2 separate regions of the Muntiacus reevesi genome follow, and region 2 is linked to region 1. The links are chromatin contacts, called in public Hi-C maps. All regions are on one chromosome and are shown on one strand. The core of a region is the stretch at or near the end of the contact, and the rest is flanking DNA. Distances in the headings are between cores, read along the strand shown. Region 1 holds the start of ARTN (artemin). Region 2 holds the start of PTPRF (protein tyrosine phosphatase receptor type F).

Region 1 (7,941 bases), core at 1,550-4,049:
TTCAGCAACGAGACTGCCAGGCCCTCGGGTTCTGCCTTTAGCCTGGACCAGAGGGAAGTGAGGCACCAGGACTTCACCCGGCTGCAGCAGCCCTGCTGGGCAGCCATCATGGAAGCAATAAAGCTCTTCCCTGAGCCTGTCTCCTCTCGCTTTTTCTGACTTTTCTGGAAGAAACAGGTACTTCAGCAGCCACACTAAACCGAGAGCCATCTCTCCAGCCCTCTTTCCACCTTTCCCAGCTGCAGGACCTGCGTGGTCACCTAGGGGCCTTCTGGAACCTCCCCTGTCCCTCAGCAGCCCTGGACCCCCTTTGCCCTGAGAAGCAAACCAAGGGCATGCTCTGGAGTCTACCCTGGTGCCCCCCTAAAGGAGCTAGAGGGCAAGGGACTGAAGACAACAGCCTTAGGACAGTGCCGCTGGGTCATCACAGCCGGAGCTCTACAGGGACAGAGATTCCTGCAAGCACCAGAAAGTGGCACTGCCCAGTGCCCAACGCAGAGCAGCCCACAGACCTCACCCACTCCTGGCAGCCCCACCCTCCCCCTCAGCGCACGGTCTTCCCTCGGCACCCTCTTCCTGCACAGAACAGGAAGGCAGAGCCCAGCTCCAGGATCCCCCTGGCAAGTAGTGGAAAGGACATCCTAACCTTACCCCCCAGAGCCCTGAAATCTGCTGTGTCCCTTCCCTCGCATGGCTGGCCAGCCCGAGAAAGGCCAGCACATGCCTGCCCCTGAGGCCACAGGCCTGGGTGTGAGTTTCCTACCAGAGCTGCCAGGTGGCAGCAGGTGGGGCTGGCTGGCCCCTCACCTCTCACCTGACATCCCAATCCGAGTGCCATCCCCTTCCGGACTCCCACATGCCCCTATACAGTGGCACTTTGTCCTCAGACAGAAACCTCCTCTGCGGAGGAGAAAGCGAAGCCCTGACTAAGCGACAGGGAGACCCAGAAACTTCCTTCCCTTCTTCTGGAGACAAGGCCGTTCTGATGCAAACTCCAGGGCGTACCGTGTGCTACGTGAATGGCGCCCCCTGCAGTTGTACAGGGCATAGGCTGCATGCCAGCAAGCTGCAGCCCTGGGGAAGAAGCCCCCGCACAACTGGGCAGCTGGCCTGGTGTGAGCAGAGCTGCTCGCTGCCTGGGGAGACAGTTAAGCTTCTAGTCCCCAGCGCTGCACGTGAACTGCTCTCCCCAAAGTCGTGGTTCTCCGCCTGCACACACCAGAATCACCTGTGCAGATGTGGAAAACTGCACTTGCCCAGTCTGATTCGGGTCTGGGGGTGGGCCCAGATTTGGGTAGCTTTAAAAGGTCCACAGATGGTTCTGACACACAGCCAGAGTACAGCTGGTCCACATGCGTCCCTTGAGCACTTTCATCCCCACCCACGGCTTGCAATGGTCAGTTGGTCAACAGTTCCCAAATTGCTATCTCCAGCCCAGCTCTCTTCACTTTCTCCAGGCTACAAATTCAGTCACTTCCTGAACATTTCCACTATGGTAATCCACAGGTCCCCACAGCTTGGCACAACCGACACCGAACTCATGAGCTCCTGTCCACAGCCTGCCTCTGCTCCAGGAGCCCCAGCCAGAATGAATCCCCTCCACCTGGTCACCCAGACCAAAGGCAGACTGTCCTACGGCCCCACCCCATCCAATCTGACACCAACTGAGTTCTCAAAAAGAGAACTGGCAAAGAGCCCCCAAAGCCCCACACTCTCCCCATAATTCAGCTTCAGATTCCTCTCTCCCCCAGAAGCCTCCTGACCTACCTCCAAACCATCCTCCTCACTGCAGCCAGAGTTAGCCACAGAAATGCACGTTTGATCACACCATTCTCTGACCTGAAACAAGTTCGGCGGTCCCCAGAATAAAGTCCAGACTCCCTATGAGGACACACAGCATCTGGCCTTTCTTTATTTCTACCCATGTTACTCACCCAACCTCGAGCCCACCAGTCAAACTGCCATAATTAAGCATCTTAAATACAACCCTCCAGCTCCTACCTCAACCCTCCGGTGCAAACCTTCTTCCTCCGGGACCCTGCTCTTCTTCAGCCCTGGCACCCACTCCTACCACTCTGCCCTCGCTGTGCCAGGCTGAGCAGCGGCCTTTGCAGGTGTGTCTGTACTCCAAGCCCCAGGCGGCAGTGGAGGGGAAGCGCTGGGTCTAGCAGAGGGGCTGGGGCCAGAGGGGCTGGGGCCTCTAGAGCCGGGTCGGACCTTGAAAACCCCAGCTCGGTGCCTTGCGGACTTGAGTGCGATGAGTCTGTTGAGAGAAGAAACTAGTGGTGGATCAGAGAGCAGCTAGCACAGAGCGGCCAGCCAGGACGACAGGAACCCAAACGCCAGTGGCCCAAGGCAGGGACCGGCCCATCCCCTCCCTCTCCCGCCCTCTGCCCGGCCTCCCAACTCCCTACTCCAAGTGTCTCCAAACTCTGAACACCCAGTGTCTGCGCCTCTGCACCGACATGGGGGCCCTCCCCAGTTTCTCCTCCCCCCTACCTCGGGGGACCTTAGTGGAGCGAGGGGGACCGGATTCCAGAGGGTGGAGCGGCCAGGTGAGCCCTGAAAGGTAGGGCGGGGTGGGGGAGTGCTCGGGCCCCACCCCAGGATCCGGTGACGCCAGGGCTGGAATTTGACACCGGACGGCGGCGGGCAAGAGGCTGCTGAGGGATGGAGTTGGGCTCGGCCCCCAGACACGGCCCACGGGCTCCGCCAGCAGCAGGTCCCTCGGGTCCCAGCCCTTGCTGTGTCCCGGACCCAGAGCCCTGCACTCGCGGTAAGCCGACCTGTTTGCCCACCCCTCGTCCCAGCCCAGGGGCTAGGGGGGAGCGGCCAGGGTTGTCCCCTTCCACTCCTTTCTCACATTCTCCCTCTCCTGGGCCCGCTGTGCAGCTCCCCGCCCCTCCCAGCCCCCCTCAGTCCCTCTAGTTGCTTGTCGGACTGTGCTAGCCCTGCCTAGCCCTGCCGGCCCGCTGCCGTAATGTGAGGCTCCTGCCGCCGCTACAGGGCTCAGACTGGCTGCCAAGACCTCGCTTTTGGCTAAGAGAGGCGCTGCCAGCTGCACAGCCCTGGGCATGAACCTTCTGGGCTGCGGGGGAAAGCCCAGCTCTGGTTCCAGGAAAGGTGTCTAGAAGAACAGAACACAGAACCCCCGGGGTGAGTATCGGGCTGCTAGATGGGGCGGCCAGGCAAGGGCTGGAGGACCAGGTGGCCCCAGATGGCCGGGAGGGGGCCGGAGGGCCTGAGCTGCCCACAAGAGACCTGCTCCTGGGCTCCCCCTAGTGCAGGGGCCTTTAACCCTACCTTGCTAGGCTTACCTTCCATCAGTGAGAACAAGTCACTACCCTGACTCCTCAGGCCCAAATTCTGCTAGGCGAGCACATCTGGCACTGGAGGGCCTCACCAGGCCCTGTACCTGGCCCACAGGTACAGCGACATTCTGTGCGCCGGGGGTGAGGCTAGAGGTGACAGCTGGGACCCAAGAGCAGGCCGGCTAGTGAGGGCTCATGAAGGCTCCAGGGCTCCAGAGAGGTGTTTGGGAGTGCCAGGCAGTGCGGGCTCATAAAAATTGGTGGGACTCTGAAAGGCCGACTGAGCTCAGGAAGGATGGTTCATGGGGGAAACTTCTAGGAGCAGGTCCAGGCTGCCAGATCCAGAGGGAGCTTGCAGGCGGACAGACCTGGACCAGCTCTCAGGGTGGCTCAGCTCTCAGGGACCAGGCTGGTGTAGGAAGCAACTCCTGGGAGTTGCTGGGGCCTGAGTCGGGCTGAGGGTAGGGGGAAAGCCCACCCTACTTTGAGTCCACAGACTTGACAGATGCTGCCCCCTGGTGGTCATAGAAAGCCATGGCCCAGACCCCCTGTTCCTAGAGAGCTCCTCAGCCTCTACCACCTGCTGGCTCTTGAAGGCTGTCTGTGGTCAGAAGAGAAGACATCTGTGGTCAGGCAGCTCTGCATCCAGACAGAGACCACAGAGGAGCCAGGTGCAGCAACACTCGGGTGGGCAGCACAGGCTGAAGCCTGGACCTCACTGTCATCCAATAACTCAGGGCAACCCACAAGCACCTTCATTCTTCTCCAGGCCACAACTTGCTACCCTGCAGTATGGAGAGAAGGCTCTCTGTGAGGTCAGGGTGCCCAGCTGCTCTCTTTTCCAGCCCTGCAGCACAGGGCAGGAAGTTCCCTTCCCCGCACAGCTTGTGGGTCTACCCTTGTGACTTTAGGTAACTGCTGAGCTTCTCTCTGAGCCTTGTTTCCTGGTCTGGAAAATGGGGATGATATATACCATTTACCTCATGGAGTTATGAAGTCTGAAAGGAAACAGGTGCAGAGCGCCACCACATAGCTAGGTTTTCGATGCAGCCACTTCTTTTGGGTTGAGCCCAGCTGCCCAGGCCCCTTGTCCCTCACCTGGAGAAGCTGAAGTGGAGGGATGACCTGCTCTGAGGATAACTCATCTCTCCATGTTCCAAGCTGCCTCAAGAGGAGGGTGGGGGAACAGGTCGGCTACAACTGATGGGAGCTCCTGGTGTTGACAGAGATGGCGCCTGGACGTGGAGGCCCTTCTGTGCTGCCCCTCCGGGCCGGGCCTAGGAGGCAGGTGAGCGGTTCTCCCACAGACTTCTACCGGGTATTGAGGAAAGGTGGCTTGACCTGGGAGGGAGAGCATGGCTCCGGGGGGCAGGTACCAGAAGTGGGTGGGGAAATGGTCAGGGAGGGCCGGGGGAAGGAGCAAGGTCAGTGCCCTCCAGGGATGCCTTCTCCAGGCTGCCTGGGCTGCTGGCCCACTATCCTCCAACCCTTCTGTCGGGCCCCAGCCCCTTCCAGACCCTACCAGGCTGTCCTCTTCCCCCCTGAGGCTCCCCATCGTCTCTTCCAGCAGCCTGCCCTGTGGCCCACCCTGGCCGCTCTGGCCCTGCTGAGCAGCGTCGCCGAGGGTGAGGCCTCCCTGGGCCCCGCGCCCCGCAGCCCGGTCCCCCGCGAAGGCCCCACGCCCGCCCCGCCGTCCCCCGCGGGCCCCCTGCCGGGTAGGTGAGAGGGCGAGAGGGCGAGGGCGCGTGGCGGGCGGGCTGGGGACCCGAGCGTAACTGCGTCTCGTTCTAGGGGGCCGCGCGGCCCGTCTATGCGGCGGAAGAGCCCGGCGCCCGGCGCCCCCGCCGCCCCGGCCCGCGCCCCCGCCGCCAGCGCCCTCGCCCTCGCCCGCACCCCCTCGCGGGGCCCGCGCGGCGCGGGCGGGGGCCCGGGGCGGCCGAGCGAGCCGGGGAAGCCGCGCGCGGGCCGCGGGGGCGCGGGGCTGTCGCCTGCGCTCGCAGCTGGTGCCGGTGCGCGCGCTCGGCCTGGGCCACCGCTCCGACGAGCTGGTGCGGTTCCGCTTCTGCAGCGGCTCCTGCCGCCGCGCCCGCTCCCCGCACGACCTCAGCCTGGCCAACTTGCTGCACGCCGGGGCCCTGCGGCCGCCCCCGGGTTCGCGGCCCGTCAGCCAGCCCTGCTGCCGACCCACGAGCTACGAGGCCGTCTCGTTTATGGACGTCAACAGCACCTGGAGGACCGTGGACCGCCTCTCGGCCACTGCCTGCGGCTGTCTGGGCTGAGGGCTCGCTCCGAGGGCATGCGGACAGACCCTGACCCGTGGATCTAACTGCCTGGGACCACTGGGGGCTCGGCCGGAGATGGAGGCTTCGGCCGTGTGAGTGATGGACATCAGCCCTGCGGAGAGGGAGGCACGACTGACCGGCGGCTCCAGGGGTCTCACCCCGCCAGCCTCAACCCGGCAGACACCAGAGACCTCAGCTGTGGAGAGCCGAGGACCCGCTGCTCACAGACTGTCACTGCCCCGGCCAGGAACCCAGGACTCCTCTAGAGAACCCAGCAGTGTGCGGTCTCAACCTCAGCCTGGGCCTGGGGGGACAGATTTGGAGATATGTAATTCGTTGCTGAAGTGCCTGTGCTGGAGCGGGCCTTAGACTCTCTGACGGGAGCTGGACCCCTATTTATTACTTCTAAGTTATTTATTTACTTCTGTGGTTTGTCAGATCCTTTCTTGGGCTATGGTGGCTGGATGGGGGTGGATAGAAGCAGTTGGATGGAGATCCCGCCTTGACCATCCTGCTCACAACTTCAGGCTCACTCAGCAATCATAAGCCTGGCCTGGGGCTGCTTGCCCTCACCCAGCAGCTCTGGAACCTGAGGGGCATGGAACACAGACAGAGGAGGTGGCAAAGATGTGTTCGCTAGTCCCAGCAGGCCAATTCACAACCCCCTGCACAGCCCCCAGCAGTTGGAACCTGGGGTTACTGGTGGAGAAAGCCATTGCCTTGAGACCTCAGGCATGCTGGGGGCTTGCTTGATGGTAAAGATTGCACCACCCCACTGTCACTGATCAGAGTCCTACCCTTCAGGACACCCTGACAGGCACATATACTGCCTGTGCTTGCAGATAGCCCAGCACAGGGAGCTCACTACCCACATTCTGTGAAGCAGCCCGCGTCAAGAGAGCAGCTGGAAAGGCTGAGGGTGGGAAAGAGGGTGCAGTGGGAGGCTGGTTTGGGGGGGATGAAGCACAGAACATCATGGAGATAAGAAAGCAGGAAAAGACTGAAGGTATCTAGAAGGACCCGCATCTTGGGTAATGAAGAAGGATATTCATTCATTCATTCAACAAATATTTATGAAGTACCTATTTTATGTCAGAAGCTTTGCAGACAGCAGGGCTACAGAAGTGACCCCATGATCTCTGCTATTAAGCTTAAACCAGGAGAGACAAACAATAAATAATTTACATAAATAATTACTGAAATTCAACTTGGCAAACAGTATGAAAAAGGACCAGAGGCTGAGAGGTACACACCCTCATCTGGAAAGAAAGGAGGAGAGGTTAAATGCTGACCCTGGCCCTCCACACTGTTGCCAAGTCATAACTCAAAAGTCAGCACAATGCCTCTGAGCTTCTGTGTATGTCCTGTGAAACCTTGTTTCCTGGGCCCTATGAATTTGTCCTATGTGATTTTTTTTTTTCTTTGAAATTAAGATCAGGACACGTATTTGGATGCATGCTGGGTCTGAGGAGCCATGGGACATGCGAGGGTGGTCAGGAGGCAGTGGGGATTGCTGGTCTGGAGCTGAGGAGGCAGGTCTGTACTGGAGGTTGATTGGGCAGCTGTTAGCAGAGGCAGTAGCTGCAGCCAGGGGTGCATGAGACGGTGTAAGAGTGAGGCAGATTGAGGCTGGGATCCCTCAGGCATTTGACACCATTAACCAAAATTCCTTCCCAACTGCCTGAATGCCTGCCTGCTTTGGCACAGATGCCCCCTTCTCCCAGGCTAGACTGAGGAGCTGGCAAGGGCTCTTTGAAGGCTGTATGCATTCTAAGTCAAAGAGGGGAAAGGAGTTGTGTTTCCATTCTTCTGTTCACTGCCTCAGTTCTAGGTGCCCCCAAAACTTTGATGCTCTCATGCCGCCCTCAAACACCCCCTCGGTCCTTCTCCCTGCTTCCAAACTGATTCAGGACCTTCAGTCACCAACCCCCACCTCCAACCAAAGAAAATGGCAGCTTGGAAACATCTCACAAAGGCCGTGCCTTGGTCCTGGTTGGGGGTGAAGAGGAAGAAGTGGAACTGTTAGTCGCTCAACTGTGTCTGACTCTTTGCGATCCTGTGGACTGTAGCCCGCCAGGCTCCTCTGTCCATGGAATTCTTCAGGCAAGAACTCTGGAGTGGGTTGCCATTCCCTTCTCTGGGGATGAAGAAGAAGGTCCTGTCAATTTCAGGGTCACTGGGGCCAAGGAGCCCCTGATGAAAAGACTTGAAGGCCCGGTGGAGGACATCTGTGCTCTCAGAACCACTTACAGGAGATGGGTTGAAGCCATGTCCGGCAAGTCCCATAGAGAGACAGCCAGGTCAGAACCTGAGCCAAAGGCACTGGCTCTCAACACTCGCAAAATTAT
Region 2 (7,941 bases), core at 1,424-3,923, 370 kb before region 1:
GCTGTGCTGAGTCTCAGTTGCGGCATGCAGGATCTTTTTAGTTTAGGCCCATGGGATCTTCAGTTGTGGCATGTGGGATCTAGTTCCCAGACTAGAGGAACCTAGAGCCCTAGGTTTCCAGGGCTCGAACCTAGGTCCCCTGTAAAAGGAGTTCAAGGTCCTAGCCACTAAACTACTGTGAAGTCCCACAGAGTAAGTCTTAAGAGGTGTTTTTTATGACTATGTGTGAGAGATTTTTGTGTGAACTGAAGCCCAAAAGTCAAAAGCTCTCTATCTCTGTCTCTTTCCCATCTCCTCCCCTCCCCATTTATTCTCTCTCCATCCCTCACTCCCGCTCACCTCCCTTGGGATGATCTCTAGCTCCTTTCTATATTTCAGATTTTATAGTTTGCGTTAGATGAAGGTGCAGGAGGGAAGACACCCTGTTTCTGGTCCAGTGACTGATTGAATGAGGTGCTGCCTGAGATGGGACTTCCAGCAGATCTGGGGTGGAAGAGACAGTGAATTCAGTTTACCTGTCCAACAACCGGGGAGTGGTCTAGAGAAGACTCTTGGAAATATGGGTCCCGCGCTTAGAACAGGACTTCCTTGGTGGCTCAGACAATAAAGAATCTGCCTGCAATGCAGGAGATCTGGCTTCAATTCCCGGGTTGGAAAGATCCCCTAGAGAAGGGAATGGCAACCCACTCCAGTATTCTTGCCCAGGAGACCCACACCAGGGAGAGAGATTGGGAAGTCATCAGCATTAGGTTGGTGGTGGTGGAGACGGACCATGGGCAGAGAGCAAGAAGGGACAGTGTAGACAGACCCTGGGAGGAATAGGAGATGGTAAAAAAGAGACTGAGAAATGGCAAACAGGGAAGGAGTGTAGGCCAGTGAAGCCAAGAAGAACTGTTTTCATGAGTCAGCAAGGAGCAGGCATCACTGGCCAGAAAGTATACTTTTTTAAATTTAGAAGAAACCCTCCCCCGAAGCCTAAACTCACTCCGCTTCTGAAAAACAGGCCAAACTGTCTAAAGATGCACAAAACTTGCAATGCCTCCTCCACAGGACACCAAAATTATCAGTGGATAAAAAACCACAGACTAGGAATGTTCATTTTTGATCCGTTTGTCATCTGGAATCCGAATCTGATTGTTTGCCCAGATTCACTCCCATCCCCTTCTCACACACGAGGGGGCGCACACACACCGCTTCTAAATTCAAGTCCAGGGCAAAAGCAGGCAGTGAATTAGGTGGTAACCAGAACTCCACTCAGCTCATAGCCCCAGACCCCCCACCTCTACCTCTGCCCTGCACATTACACTGTGCTCCAGGAATCCAGGTGCTTCAACAATCTCCAGATTTTATTTCTTACCTGACCCCCAGACTCATAGAGATATCACAGAGACCCCACAGATCAGAGACCCCATAGGGGTCCTCATCTGACCTAGGCAGTCGGGGTAGGCTCCCCATCTTTTATGAGGTGGGTAGGCAGGAGAGGGCTGATGTGACATGGACTGCCTGGTAGGTAGGTCTGAGATCAGAGACTTTGGTGCCAAGGTGTGGCTCTTGGTTTGGAGCTCACCAAGTTCCTATGAGTTAGGACCTGTAGTAAATCTTCTGGTAAGTTATTGGTTTAGCCAGAGATTTATAGGGTCAGCATTTAAGTTTGATATGAGGAGTCAGAAATTCAATACTGAGGTTTATATCAGGCTTGGAGGACACCATCAAGTGCTGAACTAAGGGCCAATTCAGGACCTGACTCAGGTCCACAGTTGGCATTGTTGATTTTGGGGTTGGCCAGCCTCAGGTGTGGGTTGACTTTGGGTCAGAGGAGTAGAGTGAGTATGGGGCTGCAGTGGATTTGTGTGGAGCTTCTACAAAGCCAGTCTCATAAATCTTAGGTTCCAAGATTACCACTAGAGGTGAGTCAAGTTAGGGTCTTAGATGGCCCCTCAAATGGATGAGGTCTGAGGTCAGTATTTGTATTAGGGTCCTTTTCTAGGGACTCAATCCTAGTTCACAAGGTGTGTTGGTATTGACCTGGGGCTAGGACTGCAGTATTAATTTTATGAAAAGGCTTGGGGTTCACAAAAAAGTGCTGAGTAGCTACCGTAGCAAGGTAGCTATTGGACTTTAAGGTTCACACAGGGATTGGGGCTCAGCATTGGTACTGGGGTCCATTTAAGGACCAGGGTTGATGCTGGGGTCACGATCAAGTAGAGGTGATAAAGCGGTTTTAGCCTAAGAATTGGTATTTCAGGTTAATATAGGGGTTCAGATTAAAACTACTACTCGAGCCAATTTCATGGCAGATTTAGGGGTTTGGACTTACTATTGAGTTGGGGGTGGGTCTGGACTCAATAGCAGGTTCAGATCTCTACGGAGGAAAAAAATGGGGTCCTAGAGTAGTATCAGGTTCACATTTGGATTGGGAGCCTCTAATAGGATCCGGACTTCGTATGGAAGTTTGGGTCTGCCCGTGCTCATTATTGGGGTTCCGGTTCTGTATTGGGGTCCGGGCGGGTTTAGACGCGGGTCTGGGTTGCGGTCTCGGGCCTACGCGGCTCAGCAGCTCTACGAGCGAGAGTGCACGAGGGGAGGGGCGGCGCCGGGGACGCGCACGGCAGGGGCAGGGGCGCGGGCGTGGGCGCGGGCACGCGGCTGGAGCTGGCGCGGGAGCGGCGGAATCGGTGGCGGCGGCGGCAGAGGCGGCGGCAGAGGCGGCGGCTCCAGCTCCGGCTCCGGCTCCAGCTCGGGTGGCGGTGGCGGGAGTGGGATCCGGTGGCGGCGGCGGCGGCAGAAGAGGAGCGGGAGCAGCGGCCCCAGCGGCTTGGGGGGGACATGCGGACCGACGGCCCCTGGATAGGCGGTGAGTGACCCCCGGGCCCCCTTCCAGTTCCCTCCGCATCGGTCCCTTTCCCACTCCCCCGCCCTCTCCCCGCGTTCGCCGAGCTGAGCTGGGGGCGGTCCCGGGGGGCTGGGGGCGCCGCTTAGGCCGGGCCGCGCCCCCACCTGCCGCGCCCGCCGCCTCGGCTTAGCGCCCCCACCAAGCCCGGCGGCTCCTCCCCGCGCTACCCCGCGGCAGACGCCCCCCCCCAACCCCGCCGCCGGCTGGCTAGCTCCCTGCCGCCCCTCGCCGTCTTCCCCTTTCTCCGCCTCGCCCCCTCCCTCCCGCCGCACCTGAGCCGCAGCCCGCGGCGCCCCCCACCCCCCCAGCGCAAAGTTTCCCTTTTGCGTCGGGGCTCCCCCTCCTGGGTCCCGCCTCGTCTGCCCCCACCACCGGCGCGGACACGCTCCGGGGGCGGCCCTCAGCCTCCCACCGCCTCCCCAGCTCCAGGCGGGTCCAGGCCGCGCCCCCGCCCCCGCCGCACAGGCGCCCCCTCCCCGCCGGCGGGGGATCCGCAGCCGCCGCGCCCCCGTCTTGCTCGCGGCCCGGGCGCACGTGCCGTCCCGGGGTGCGCGAGGCGCGAGTTTGGAAACCCCCACTCCCAACCCCCCCACGCCCAGGTCGCCGGCGCGGGCTGGGGAGGAGCTGGGCCGGGCTGTACCCGCCCCTCCCGGGTGCAGTGACCCGAAGGCCCTGGGGCGACCTGTCCCGTGAGGACGTGTCCACTCGGACCCGCTCCGGAAAGTTCACTCAGTTGCCGCCCGGCGTCCCGTCCCGTCCCGTGTTGGTGTGCCCCGGTCCTCATCGCTATGCCCGCGATCCTGTCTCGGCTTATTTCTCCTTTTCCCTCCGTGTTTCCGTCTCTCTACGCCCTTCAAAGCCTCTGTATCTCTGTCTCCCCGTGTCGCGGCCTCCCACTTTCAACCCACTCCACCCCCCAAGCAATCCCGGGGTCTCTCTGCTGTCTGCGACTCCCCCCGGGGTCTCCCTGTTCTCTCTCGCTGGGTCTCTGTGTTCTTTCCCCCGGCTCTCTGTGCTCTTTGCCGGGTCTCCGTGTTCCTTCTCTTGGGTCTCTGCGTTCTTTCCCTGGGTCTCTCTGTGCTCTTCCCGGCTTTCTGCTCTCTCTTCCCAGGTCTCTCTGTGCTCCCTCCCCCATCTCTGGATCTCGCTTCCCGGGTCTCTTGTCGAGTCTCTTGCCTGTCTCTTGCTGTCTCTGTCTCCCACGGACTGGAATCTCTGCCGCCCCTTTGCAGAGACCCAGACCTCCTCCTCTTTCCTCTGGAATGCTGCCCCTCTGGTTCGTCCACCCCAGGGTGGGGGAGGGGCTAGTTTTTCTCCTCTTTTCAACACCCCCCACCCCCCAGTGCAGGGCCCCCGAGTTGGAACAGGTTGATGGGTGGGTGCCGGGTACCTGTCTGAGCTGTGAAATGGAAAGGAGGCTGCTGGCAGGAGTAGGGGGGAGGGTCCTCTGGATTCCCCTGGGGGCCCCCCCGGGGAGCAGGCCCGGGAGTCTGGACTGCGGAAGTGTTGGTGATGAAGACTCCCTTTGGGCTCCCAGAGTGACCTGGTGCGGGATCTGACCAGAGAAGTGCATTGGGGTGGGAGGCCTGGAAAAGGATCCAGGGCTGGTGCTTCCAGGGGGATCCTCAATGGTGAAGGATCCCCCGAGAAGGCAGGAGATCTGCTGAGGGATCCTTTGAGAGGCATCAGGCATCCAGTGGGATCCAGAGCAAGGTTCTGTCAGAAAAATCTCAGGAAATTCTATGCTTGGTTCCTTATTAACTCTTGCTTCAGGGAGCAAGAAAATCCCAGTTTTTAACTGATGGTATGAATGAGCCTAGGGCTTCAGGAAGGCGCAGGTGAGCCTCCCCAAGTACCCCCACATCCACAGCCCCAGCCCAGACCACACACTCACACTCCCCTATTTCCACACTCAGCTCACCCTCCCACCCCCACCTGCACTCCATATCCACTTGTCTCCCCAGTGCCCTCTCATTTGCACACTTGGGCCTGCGCAGCAGCCAGAGCTCCAAAATCTGCTGTGTTTGCACGCCCATGTCCCAGCCTGAGTGCTTGCTTACACGCTCACTGCACCCGCCCCTGTGCACGGTCTAGGAAGGGTGTGTGTACATGTGCAGCCTCGTGCATCCTGTGTACACTTTTTCTCGTACATTTTTGCCTGCTCAGTTTCCCCTTGTCGTTGGAAACATCTCTAGTTCTGTTTGCTTTTCCTCTTCCCTCTTTTTTCCCTTGAAAAAGGAAATAGTTTTCATATTTCACATTTCATCTTCCTCTCTCCTTCCTCCTGTAGCTCCTGGCCTCCCCTCTGGTCAGCCTTGTGCACGTAGTGAGCGTGTGTATGGTGTCCTGGCTTCTGGGAGAGGAGGCTAGGTTTGGGTGCTGGTGAAGCAGTTGGGGAGGGGGTTTCGGGGAGGGGGGCAGCGTTACAGTAAGAGCAGCCTGGCTACCTTACTTGGGAATTGTATTTCTGTGCAGCAAAATGCTGGCCTTTGCTCTCTGTGCTCGCTCCACTCTTGTTCTCATCAGTCCTGACTGTGAAAGTCCAGTACAGTCAGCAGGAGATAGGACCCGGACCCCTTCCTACAGAGGCTGTGACATACACTACAGCCCCTCCACTTTGCAGTTTGAGACCTTGGGGAGATCCTGTTCTCCCTGAGTCTCAGTTTCACCCCCTATAAAATGGAAGAGTCGTCCAGCCCTCGCTGGGTGCTAAGGCTGTCGTGGGAATCCCCTGTGTGGCAGTGTGTCAGCAGCAGTGGTGATTGCTTCCCGTGTGACTGACACTGCTGTGTGCTTGGACCACGCTGGCAGCCAGGGCCCTGCCCTTGAGAAGCTCATGGTCCCTGGGGGAACAGACTGCATCATGAGAATGCAGAGCAACTCAGCAACCTCTTATTGATTGCCGACTGTGCGCCAGACTCTAGGCTAGGCACTTTCGGCTGGGCTGCCATGCTTCCTATGGGACTAACTGCTGTGTAGAAGAGGCAGCCCACCCCTTAGGAACTACTGAGGTTAAGCCCAGCATCAGCATCACCTGAAGCAGCCGCCATTCTGAACTGAGGTTAGAAGATTGGAGGAGTTCACCACAAGTTCAGAGATCAAGATGAGATGAGTCCCAAAGAAGACCAAGAAAATGAGCTATCTGAATTGGGTTTTGAGGGATGAATAGGAGTTTTCCAATGGAAGAAAAGGCACTCCAAGCAGGAAAAAAAAAAGTATGTCTAGACACCCAGAAGTCTTATCACTTGTGGTGTGTTCAGAGATAGAGCAAATCTAATGCCCTGTTAAATAACTATGACTTTACTCTGAGAACACAAAAAGGGAAACACCAAATAATTAAAGCTTGAATGAGAGGGTGGGGTGTGTGGAATGTGCTGTGATCAGATTCATGTTTCCAGAAGAGGATTCTATGGCTGCGGGAAGTAAATGGAAATAGGATACCCAATGAGAAGGGTGAAGGTAAGTCAGATGAGAGAAAATGGTGGTTTGGTAGCATGGAGCCATTTACAAGGCACACATTTATTAGGACAGGATGATTTATTGGACGTGGGAGTGAGGGAGAGGAAGGGGTCTAGGTTCCTGGGAGTGACTGAATAGGGCTTTCACTGAGCCAGGGACTTGGGCATGAGAGGTGGATTTGGGGAGAGGCAGATAATAAGCTCATGGTTCAACCTTTTGGCCTTGGAGATGCTTGGAGTATTTGAGGGTGGGATGAGGGGGTCTTTTAGGAGGGAGATGTGTGTGAGAATCTGGAGCTCCGGAGAGAGGTCTGAGGAAGGATGAGAGCGTGTTAGAGCTGTGCCCAAGGGACAGCCTCACTGGTGAAAAATGTAGGCTCTAGTTTCAAACTGCTGGGTTCAAAACCACTTAATAGCAGTGTGACCTTGAACAAGTTGCTTAACATCTCTGAATTCACTTTCCCTTTTGTCAAAATGGATATAACAGAAGTCCATGTCTTGTGCGGTGCTTGGAAGATTGAAGTTAATATGCAGAAAGTGCTTAGAACAGGGCCTGGCATCTAGTAAGGATTGCTGTCTCGGTGTTAGCAGTTCTTATTGTAATAATCATCAAAGCGGGCGATGCAAACCCACCCCATCAGAATCACAGTGGGAAGGGCTTTTAAAACTCTTTGGGCATCTGCTCACCTAAAGTAGCTGCAATTCTGAGCTTTGGTTAGCAGGCTGGAGAGTGCCTAGCCCTCAGCCCTCAGCCCTCATGCCATCCCTCGGATCATGTGTGTTGCTCAGGTGTATCTGACCTTCAGGTGGGCTAGTGTGAGAAGACTAGAGAGGGTGAAGCCCTGGGGAAGAGACGTCGGGAACGGGTGGAAGGGGATTCTGAGAAGGGGCGGCCTCAGCGTGTTGGGTCCCCTGTCTTTCCCACCTGCCCTGGCCGTGGGTGTCAGGTGAGGTGTCTGCCTCTGAGGTCCAGAGGTATTTACTCTGTCCCCAGTGTTCAGATCTGTGAACAGTGGTTTTGGTTCCTTGGCAGTGTTTCAGCTACTTCTGGGGACTGTTCTGGTGCAGCCACAGGGGCTGCCTGGGAGCTACTGGAGAGAAGTGTCCGTTCTCCTCTAGACTTCAACTTGCTTCTGGTCCTGCTGCCAGGCCGGCTTCCAGACTTGGCAAATGACAGAGAACCCTGCCAGGGGCCAGGCCTGGCTTGGTGCCAAGGCCTGCTCACCTGATCCTGGTCACCAATGCCAATCTCGCTCCTGAGGCCTTTGTGGATGCCAGCTGGTGATTCCTAACTTGGGTCTGGTACCAGCCAGGCCCTTTCTGAGTAGCTTCTCCAGTTGGTCTCCTGGGTGTGCCCGGCAGCCCTGGTTGGTGCTGTATCTGGGAGCTCTGCAGGTGACCCTGACGGGTGACTCTGATCACTCTCTTAGGGTGTTTTGGGCACTGGTGGTTCCAGGTGCTATTCCAGCTCTTCTGGAATCCTGTTTGTGCTTTAGGGTCTTTCCACGTGCAAGGTTTTCTCTGCCTGTTTTGTCTGTCCTCTGACCCACCTCCAGGCCATTTGGGGCATATCCCCCTCTATCCAGGTGT

What was found. Hi-C and Micro-C count contacts between places; a contact is called where the count stands out from the background.
Region 2: a contact with region 1 is called in a Hi-C map of blood, with 10 times the contacts expected there. The contact joins the promoter of PTPRF here to the promoter of ARTN in region 1. A contact is called at or near these places in 2 of 3 Hi-C or Micro-C datasets (blood and muscle).

The regions. Positions count from the first base shown.
Region 1 is chr1:160,838,671-160,846,611 of mMunRee1.1, reverse strand. ARTN (artemin) reads left to right here and starts at 2,799. Exons shown (of 4, transcript XM_065929563.1): 1 at 2,799-3,156; 2 at 4,538-4,599; 3 at 4,879-5,026; 4 at 5,103-5,687. The coding sequence starts at 4,540. The coding sequence ends at 5,590. ST3GAL3 (ST3 beta-galactoside alpha-2,3-sialyltransferase 3) reads left to right here. Exons shown (of 11, transcript XM_065914629.1): 11 at 1-134.
Region 2 is chr1:161,205,213-161,213,153 of mMunRee1.1, reverse strand. It overlaps PTPRF (protein tyrosine phosphatase receptor type F), which reads left to right and starts at 2,673. Exons shown (of 32, transcript XM_065914780.1): 1 at 2,673-2,854.